Regions from separate parts of the Lactuca sativa genome. Here region 1 is linked to region 2. The links are chromatin contacts, called in public Hi-C maps. All regions are on one chromosome and are shown on one strand. The core of a region is the stretch at or near the end of the contact, and the rest is flanking DNA. Distances in the headings are between cores, read along the strand shown. Region 1 holds the start of LOC111877350 (probable inactive leucine-rich repeat receptor-like protein kinase At3g03770). Region 2 holds the start of LOC111877348 (adenylate kinase 4).

Region 1 (5,307 bases), core at 30-2,529, 220 kb after region 2:
TATAAAATTTAAAAGTTACCACACCGTTTATATCACACAGTAATAAAAATAAAAAACAAAAACCTTAAGAAAATTCTCATTCAATACACTGAATAAATAATGTTAGATATGTTTTTACTTAATAAATTATATTTTAAATATGTTTGACACAAAGTTTTTAAGAAAGTTTAAGTTTCAGCTCTTTAAAAAAAACTTAAATTAAATAAAAACTTTTATTTTCGATTACAAGACTTATCTTAAACAAAAAACTTTTAATCAACTACAAAGTTACTTTAAATACCTTTTTTATGAGATTTTAACTTTTATTTTTTATATATTTTATGTCAAATATACCTTTTAAAAACCTACAATTAATTTTCAAGAATACTTATATTCAAATAAAAACGACATTTTTAGCTTACAACAACCATCAACCCACTATAGCTATCTGCTAACATGCTCCAACCAGATTTGCCAAACATTAATTTTATATTTATCCTCTATTGCAAACAAAACTTTTATCTAAAGAACTATTTTCATTCAAATACTATTGGTTTATAAAGTTTAACTAACGACTTTTATTAATTAAAGACTTATTAAATGAATATATGTCTTATTGACGGATTGATTCTTGAACTCTACCTTTGTCCAAGTAAATATTTCCAAATTAAGGATGGGGGCAACTTGGAATTTTGCTCAATTTCATATTGTTAATGAACAGTGACAGCCTGTCTCTTAATTGCTCTCCTAGCCATCAAAAACAAGCCAAATACCCGTTTTGCCCTTTGAAAATTTGATCAGCTATGGTATGGAGGCAGCGCCATTCTTGAATGTCACATAAATTCCCAAATTACCATGTTGAAGAATCTTTGAGAGTGGGATTGATGTGATGTAAAATTAAAATTATAGTATATGATAAGTTATCTAAATGTATAAACAAGTCCTTTAACATACTATTATTTATAAAAATACTTAAATATCCTTTAACATACTATTATTTATTTAGAAAATTACAAATGTAACCATTTTTCTCAATTTTTTTTAATTAGTCAAAAATAAAGATTTTCATTTAAAAAAAAAACGTGGTTTTGGCATTTCGTAAATACTCCACAGAATACACATGGTTATTTGTAAGAAAATCTTTATTTTTGGGCTAATTTAAAAAAGATAAAAATAATAATTATATTTGTCATTTGCTATTTTGCTATTATTATTTAATTAAATGATCATTGTTCTTGAATTCACACATTTCATGACATTCATGACTAAAATATGCACCGACTGGAAGGTTTAGCACGTGGACTGTAGAGCAACCTGGATTTAGTGCTACTGTACTATACTCTATGCATTATGTACAAGTTCAAATGCATCATTCATCAAGGTTAATTCGAAAATCCTTGTTGCGATCTTCATTTACGCATTAATGCGTATATATCTATATCTATGTATGGTATGGAAGAAAGAAAAAGTCCTAAAAAGCACACCTCTTTAATTTCTTGATCTCTGTCTTCTTCAATGGCAGCAAAACCCCATGTGGACAGCACTAAATGCATTGGAACTTCCAATTTCTGAAAATTTCTCTCACATACTGACATTAAATTTCAACTACCCACATCAGATTTCATCCTTTGTTTTCTACTTTCTTCTTTCGATTCCTCCAAATTCATTTAAAAAACCAAATCTTGATTTCAAATAAAAACAGGGGAGAACATTTGTCTGTTCTCTTTCTTTAAAATACTCCATTCTTGACTTCTACTTCCTAAAGATTCTGTTTATCTTGTTGGGTTACTATCAAGAAACTCAAACAAAAGAACGGAGCATTTTAATGGCGATTTGCAGGTTTTATTCCCTTCTGTTCTTGACAATTTCATGGAGTTTCTTCTTCGCGAATGCAATCCAACCTTCGCAAAAACAAGTCCTCCTGCAGCTACGAAAACAACTGGAGTACCCGAAGCAATTGGATATTTGGCTCGACACAAGTAATGATTTCTGCTACGTGTCATCACCACAAGTCAATGTCACATGCGAAAACAACTTTGTTTCGGAGCTTAAAATCATGGGATTTGCTTCCGATCAAACGCCAAAGAAGGTAAATTCGGGTTCTTTTCATGGGTTTCCGATTCCTTCACAAACACTATCTCAAAACTTCTCAATCGACTCTTTGATTGCCACTTTATCAAGATTAACAAGCTTGAAAGTTCTTAGTTTGGTTTCTTTAGGAATCTGGGGCCCACTTCCTAACAAAATTCAAAGATTAAACACACTCGAATACATTGATTTGAGTTATAATTTCTTGTATGGCTCAATTCCTCCAACTCTTTCAAGAATGGTGAGTCTTCAAAGTGTGAATCTTGATGGGAATTTCTTGAATGGTAGTTTTCCTAAAGGCGTTGACTTGTTATCAAGTTTGACCAGTTTAAGCTTGAGCGAAAATGGGTTTTCTGGTGATCTACCAGATCTACAAGATTTGCCAAACAGTTTGATCATTTTGTATCTGAATAACAACTCGTTTTCTGGTCAAATCCCAGTCAAATACAGTCAACTCAACCACCTTCAAGAACTCGATCTTTCATTCAATTCACTCTCTGGTGTTCCCCCATTTTCTCTATTCTCATCTTCATCCATTACTTACTTAAATCTAACATCAAATAAGTTGTCCGGTTCACTTCCGGTTCACTTACAATGTGGAAACAAACTCGCAAACGTCGACATTTCACAAAACCGATTTACAGGCTCCTTGCCGTTATGCTTAACCAACGAATCCAACAATAAAACCGTTAAATATGACGGGAATTGCCTCATGATTGATGTGACACGTCAGCATCCAGCATCGTATTGTGTAGAAGAAGCTCGAGGGGTAGAAGTGGAAACTAAAGATTTCAAAGGTTCTGAACATAGAAGGAATCCAGTGATAATTATTGGAGTGATTTTAGGGAGTATTGTGTTTCTGGTGCTTTTGGTATTAGGGTTTGTGATTCTTTCAAAGAAGCTTTGTGCTCGAGGCGTATCTGAACAGAAATTGCTGCATAAATCGGTCCAAGATTACTCTGTTACAGGCTACCCATCTGAACTTTTAACAAGTGCAAGTAAGCAGAGTGTTTCTTTTTACTTTAATGAACTTAATGGATACAAAATGTTTCTTTTTTACTTAATGCATAATACAAAATGTTTTTTTAAACTTAATGCATTGAGAATTTTTATACTTAATGCATTGAGAATGTCTTGATGAGTATTAAGTGAGGGAAGGAATCTTTAAACATGTCAAAATTAATTTTTGGGAACACGAAAATTACCAAAATGTCATTGTCCAATAAATAAAGTGGACTTTTTGACCCTTTAAACAAAATGACATCATTTGCATTTTGCAAATCTCAGATTTTTTTTTTTTTTTTAATAAATGGTCCCCACCACTCATATTTTAGGAAATAATGTTATTTGGAAAATATTTTCTTTTAAAGTTTTTTTGCGGCCTTTTGTGAGTAAAGGTAACCGCAATTAATGTCGTTGCAAAATTGATTGTAAGTTTATGTAAAGGGACAAAAGGTGGCCACTTTATTAAATGTGTTCATTATTATGATTTTCCTCTAAAAACTAATTTTTAGAGGGTGTTTGGATTCCATTTGAAAAATTCTTATTGATTTATTAACTTTTCAAAAAGCTACTAGGACAAAAATATTTTTTGACAATTGTAGAAGTTATTTTAAAATAACTTATTGAAAAGTTATAAAAAAAACCTTTAAAATGAGTTTTTGAAAAGTTAGACATACTTGACGTTTGGAAAACTTATGTCGTTTTTATGTCATTTTACATGTATAAGCTAGCCAAACATTTTTTAAGTTTTTGACTTATTGAGATTTTTCCACCATAAAAGCTAATCCAAACGTTTTTTTTTTAATTCCTTTTGAAAAAGTCATAAGTTGATCCAAAAGTCCTTTGAGAGTTCAAAAAGCAATGTCAAACACCCATAATCATGAATTGAATTTTGATTCGTTTATTTTGTTAATTAGGATTGGTTTCAGAGGCTGCAAAGTTAGGAACCGAAGGAATCCCAGTTCACAGATTGTTTTCTTTTGAAGAGTTAAAGGAAGCTACTAACAACTTTCATAGATCTACCTTAATAGGGGAAGGTTCAACGGGCAAGGTACAAATCTTAAAGCACAATGTACACATTCTCGACACATTTAAGATCACTTATTATACATATATACTTTTATCCAGATCTACAAAGGGAAGCTTGAAAATGGGACAGACATTGCAATAAGACATTTGACAGTGTCTAAAAAGTACACGATTAGAAACCTTAAATTAAGGTTGGATTTGCTTGCGAGGCTTCGACACCCACATTTGGTTTGCCTTTTGGGGCATTGTATTAGTGGTGAAGAGCAAGATAATGGTGAATCAAACAAAGTGTATCTTGTGTATGAATATGTGCATAATGGGAATTATCGTTCGCTTCTTTCGGGTAAGTTTCTTTTTTTTATATAAATTGTGAAATTGGTTATTCCTTTTTATACCATTATGATTGGCTCTAAAAGGTCATAATGGTATAAAGAGGACAATTTTATATATATATATATATATTAGTTTAGGGGACCCTATTTGAACAAAAAAAAAAGTTAGTGAAGTTTTAGTGTTTTATGCAGGGAATGGTAGTGAGAATGTTGTTCTTAAATGGGGAGATAGATTGAGGATTTTAACTGGTGTGGCTAAAGCTGTGCATTTTCTTCACACTGGACTCATTCCTGGTTTTTTTAGTAATCGATTGAAAGCAAATAATATTTTGTTGAATGAAGATGGGATGGGAAAACTGAGTGACTATGGGCTTTCGATTATAGCAGAAGATATTAAACAAGATGTATGAAAAAAGAAATGTTTTATCATTATTACCTTTAACTTGAGCATTTAGCTGGCAAGATCTGACCTTTTTTTAATGTTTGTTGTTTTGTAGGCCAATGGGGAAGGTGTTGAATCATGGTAAGGGATTTTTTTGGAAAAAACAAAAAGTAAAAAACTTATTTTTTGTCTTTCGTTGGATTTTGAGAGAGAATGTGTGTTTTTTTTGTAGGCAAATGAAGAACTTAGAGGATGATGTCTACAGCTTTGGATTCATTCTACTTGAGTCCCTTGTTGGACCTTCTGCTGCATCTAGAAAAGATGAATTTTTGATGAATGAGATGGTATTTTGTTTGAATTCAACTATATAATCAAGAAAATGTTAAATACAAGAAATAATTATGTATTTCTATTTCTTGGTATTACTTTAAAAAATCTACCCAGTTATAGCAATGTCATCTATATAAAAAGCAATGTCCATCACTATAATTGGAT
Region 2 (4,700 bases), core at 1,242-3,741:
GCTGAAAAAACAAAAATGAAATTTTTTTAAACTTCTTGAAAACTTCAATGGTATTTTTTGTACTAAAATGTGTACCTACACAGTATGCTTCAATGGTATTTTTTGTACTAAAAAACAATGATATTTTTTGAACATTTTGGAAACTTTGTTACCCTTTAAGTCATTTTTCCGTTTACCTGAAGTATAAAAAATATACTTTAACTGTATTTTTGTACTAAAAAACAACAATGGTATTTTTTGAACATTTTGAAAACTTTATCACCTTTTTAGTCGATTTCCATTTTATAAACTATGAAAAAATTGAAGTCAAGATTATGATTGGACCTTTGACTTTTTCAATAGGTTTCTCTCCTAAAAATCTAATAGATTATACATTTAGATAAAGAATACGAATTTGGTGTCTTTTGACTCTTATATAAAGAATGAGAAATTAGTAGATCTTTAGCCGAAAAAATTGTAGACGAACTATTTTATTGTTCTTTAGCTCAACTCAAAACTTAGCTTATATCAAGATACAAGTTCCCATAAATTTATCAAAACCAAAAAACAAAAATAAAATAAAGAGAAACAATGTTCAAAGTAAATACCAAGCTAATAAGATAATCATGAGAGCACCTTCTGGACCTCAGCAGTTACCTCCTTTGGTGGTTTTTCTGCATGCAGATTTGCTACAATACGCTTCTTGCTATAGTAATCAATAACCTGCATATGTCAATAAATAACTTATACATATTTACATATAAAATTCCATTAACTCATAAAATTTAAACAAATGTTAAAAAAATAAGAAACATACTGGCTCAGTCTGTTTGTGAAATGCCTCCAGCCTTGACTTCAAAACAGCTGCTGTGTCATCTTTACGTTGAACCAAAGCTTCTCCAGTCACCTTTGATAATAAGCAAGAAAATCAGAGTAAATTTACTCTTTTTACCAATTTATAAGTAAAATAAAAAAAAATAAAAAAAAGATGTTTAGAATTTTTACATCATCTATCCCAGGAACTTTAGGAGGTGCGAATTTTGTGTGGTAACTCCGACCACTAGCAGGATGAATCCAACGGCCAGTAATCCTCTCCTCCAAGATCGCATCATCTATTGCAAAGTTTAGCACTTTGTCAACTTTCACCCCTCTTCTTTTCAGCATTTCATCAAGCTACACATACAAAAATAGAAATTAACAAAAAAAACACTCAAATGGTTGATGTTAAATCAAGAAATAGTCTAATACCTTTTCTGCTTGGACCACGGTTCTTGGGAATCCATCAAGAATGAAGCCTTTTTGACATGAAGGCTTCTCTAAGGCTTCGTTGATAATCCCAACAACTAAGTCATCAGAAACAAGTTGTCCCTGAGAAAGAATGGATCCGGAATAGTGATAAGTAGAAAGATGAGGGGTCGGTTTTGTAAAATTTAAATTACCTTCTCCATGGCTTCCTTGGCTTTAACACCAAGAGGGCTTTTTGCAGCAACAGCAGCTCTTAGCATATCACCAGTAGCCAGGTGGCATAAACAGTACTCGTCCTTGATAATTGGTGATTGAGTACCTTTTCCTGATCCAGGTGGGCCTGAAGCAAACAGGATTCATCAACAGATAGATCCATTTTGGGGGAAACACGTAAGATTGATGTGATTAGAAGTGGATTGAGAAACTCATGTTTTTACTAAACCAATTATTGATCATCAAACCAGATTCATCAACTGAAAGATAATTTACATTGCAACAAACATAAGTAACAATATAAGATACTTTGTAGTTAGTAAGATCATTCCTTTCCACCATTTATTATTCTAACTCAATCAAGAAATAGTAAAAGAAGATCAATCTTTATCAATGTCCTTTACCCTTCAATGACATGATCACGGTTGATTTTATCAGTGACATGCAGTAATAAAATCATGCCCATCCCTTTCTGACTTATCTTAGATTCCATTCTGCTCTAATGGCTGTGTAATTGTGATGAAGATTATGTTTCTGTGTCTGTTTATTCTCTCCGTTTCTAAGCAAAATCGATAACAAAAACGTTTAGGATGATTTCATATCGTAGCATTTAAAATATAGCAATTTGATGAAAGCAAAGCATTAACATAACAGAGCGCCTAAATTAAATCACATCGGATCTGAGGAAATGCACAATGAATATGCATAGAATTTTGGGGAAAACAGAATCGATGCTATAAGGTGGAAAATAACAATGAGAAACAAGAATGTTACCGACGAGAATGAGGCGTTTGTCAGGTTTGGTTGAGCATTTCATGCGACGAAGAAGCTCCGTCATTAGATCTACCGACGCAACATCCTCTAAATTCGCCGCCGCTGAAGTTGCCATTCCGTCACGTAGGATTTTTTTGGGTTGATCTTTTCAGAAATCGGTCGGTGAATTGTGAGGAAAAGGATTAAACGAGCGTCAAATTGGATGCTAGGGTTCTTTCAGTAGTTCGTTACTTCCCCAGTTTACTTTCCTCGAACTTCTCGAATCTTGATATGCTTGAATTTCAAGCATGGCAGATTTGAAAAGTAGTATTAAAGTGAAAATTCCACTTTTACCCTCCTAAAGAGGGTGTTTGGATAGGAAAAAGACTATAAACTAAGTTAAAAAAATAAGCTAATTTTAAATTTTTAATAAGTATTTTTTTTGTTTATGGCTTATTGTTTATTTTTAGACAAAATTGTAAGAATGGTCCCTGTATTATGTCAAAACTAGTAATTTTGGTCCAAAATAGGTTTGGCTCGTAATGATGGTCCAATAGTTTCATTTTCTTACAAATTTGGTCCAATTTAGTTTTTTTTTGTAAGTATGATTTTGCCCTTATTGTTTACTTTCATTTTTGTTTTATTACATGTAATTAAAAAACAATTAAAAATATAACAAAAATAAAATACCTCTCTCTCTCTCTCTCTCTCTCTCTCTCTCTCTCTCTCTCTCTCTCTCTCTCTCTCCAAGAATCGACCTATTCATCTTCTTCCCACACTTCCATTTTCTCTCAGATGTGCTCAATCTTTATTGACCGGAAAATTGCACATCCACCGGAGACACGTCTCTTACCCTCAAATATGCCATCTCCGTCTTCTCAGTTGACCACCAAGCACTCATTACCCTCAAATCTGTCATCTCTATCGAAGCTTTCCTAAACGATCAAGGTGAAATCCAGATTTGTTCATCCGACGAAGACGATGACGCTGTCCACCACTAGAGACGTCCCTCCGCCTTCTCCGACGAAGGGTTTTCTGACTGCGCCATATTTGTTCGATCTACGTTTATGAAGGGTTGTAGCTCCAATATCTGATCTACGTTTCTGTCTCTTTTCATCTTCTCTTGTGTCTCTTCAAATCCCTCTACTGACTTCAGGTGGTGGTGGTTATGCTTCAAGCGGCGGTTTCTAGAGCCATAACTCTCCTTATGGATTTCATTGACTATTCATCTCTCTCCTAAGCTTTCTCGTTCTATGAGGGTCGGAAATCCCCAACTTTGTTCGTCCAGTGGCTATCTTGAGTGAATGTGCCACAGAAAACAGCTGAAATCGTGATATAGGGTTGAGATTTGTTGTTGCTATGTTTGTTATGTTTCTTTCCTTCTTCTTCTTCTATCTAGATTGTTGTTGTTGGGTTTGTTTGAAAAAATTCTTGATTTCGATTCAGGTGGCGGTGAAGGGCAGTTCATCAGATCAAGAAAAATGATTTATATGTTTGTGAATGATTTATGGGTTTGTGAATGTGATGTTCTTGTTCTTGAACTCAGGAAAAATGAGTGTTCTTGAGATTCATATTCATATTTATGTGTGTATGTTTTTAATTCTAATCAACTTCACAGCTAATGATATTGAGCTTTGTTTCCATGTTTAAATCAAATTAATCTAGATGTATGTGTAACTATGTATGTGTGTGTTTAGAGTCTGGAACATTTGTAAACTTAATCTAATAGATTGAACAAGATCGATAAAGTGAAGGTTCTTCGTTTTGCAAATCCACTTCCAGACATGTGTTAAATTTGTTTGTATTTTATTTCAGATCCAAAATCAAGAACGAAGAACACCCATTGTGGATTTGGATTTGGGATGTTGGATGGTGGTGGGTCACGACAGGGGGAGGCGGAGGAGCTGCCACAGTCGACTGTGGTGGCTCTCTTCGCCGGAGAAGTGAGAAACGAGGGAGATAGACGAGTTAGAAATGAAAGGGAGAGAGAGAGAGAGAGAGAGAGAGATTTTCTTTTTTTCTCTTTCTTTTTTTTATTTATGTAATAAAAAATTGAAAAAGGGAAAATACCAAGGGCAAATTCGTCATTATAAAAAGTTTTAAAATTTTTGGACTAAACTCGCAACAAAATGAAACTATTGGACCATCATTGCGAGTCAAACCCATTTTGGACCAAAGTTGCTAGTTTTGACATAGCACAAGGACCATTCTTGCAATTTTGTCTTATTTTTAATCCAAACATTTTTACAAAAGTTGTGTTCTTTCACAGCTATAAGTTTAAAGTTTTTTTTTTCTTAAATTTAAACAAATAATTTAGATAAATAAACAAAGAAAACTAATGGGACTTTAATTTATAAATTTTAAATTTAGAAGAAAAGTCAATAAAATTGACATGTATTTATTATTATATTTAAAAGTTATGTGGAATTTAATAAAATGGAAAAAAACCACAAAATGACATGTGGGAGAAATTTAATTGAAAATAACTACAAAATAACGTATGGCCAAAT

The links. Hi-C and Micro-C count contacts between places; a contact is called where the count stands out from the background.
Region 1: a Hi-C map of leaf shows a contact between it and region 2, with 5 times the contacts expected there. The contact joins the promoter of LOC111877350 here to the promoter of LOC111877348 in region 2. A contact is called at or near these places in 2 of 4 Hi-C or Micro-C datasets (both in leaf).

Annotation. Positions count from the first base shown.
Region 1 is chr4:133,974,671-133,979,977 of Lsat_Salinas_v11, forward strand. LOC111877350 (probable inactive leucine-rich repeat receptor-like protein kinase At3g03770) reads left to right here and starts at 1,280. Exons shown (of 7, transcript XM_023873871.3): 1 at 1,280-3,065; 2 at 3,987-4,120; 3 at 4,198-4,441; 4 at 4,611-4,834; 5 at 4,928-4,953; 6 at 5,045-5,156. The coding sequence starts at 1,805.
Region 2 is chr4:133,757,621-133,762,320 of Lsat_Salinas_v11, forward strand. It overlaps LOC111877348 (adenylate kinase 4), which reads right to left and starts at 2,492. Exons shown (of 6, transcript XM_023873868.3): 1 at 2,212-2,492; 2 at 1,419-1,564; 3 at 1,228-1,347; 4 at 985-1,152; 5 at 797-886; 6 at 441-702. The coding sequence starts at 2,326. The coding sequence ends at 604.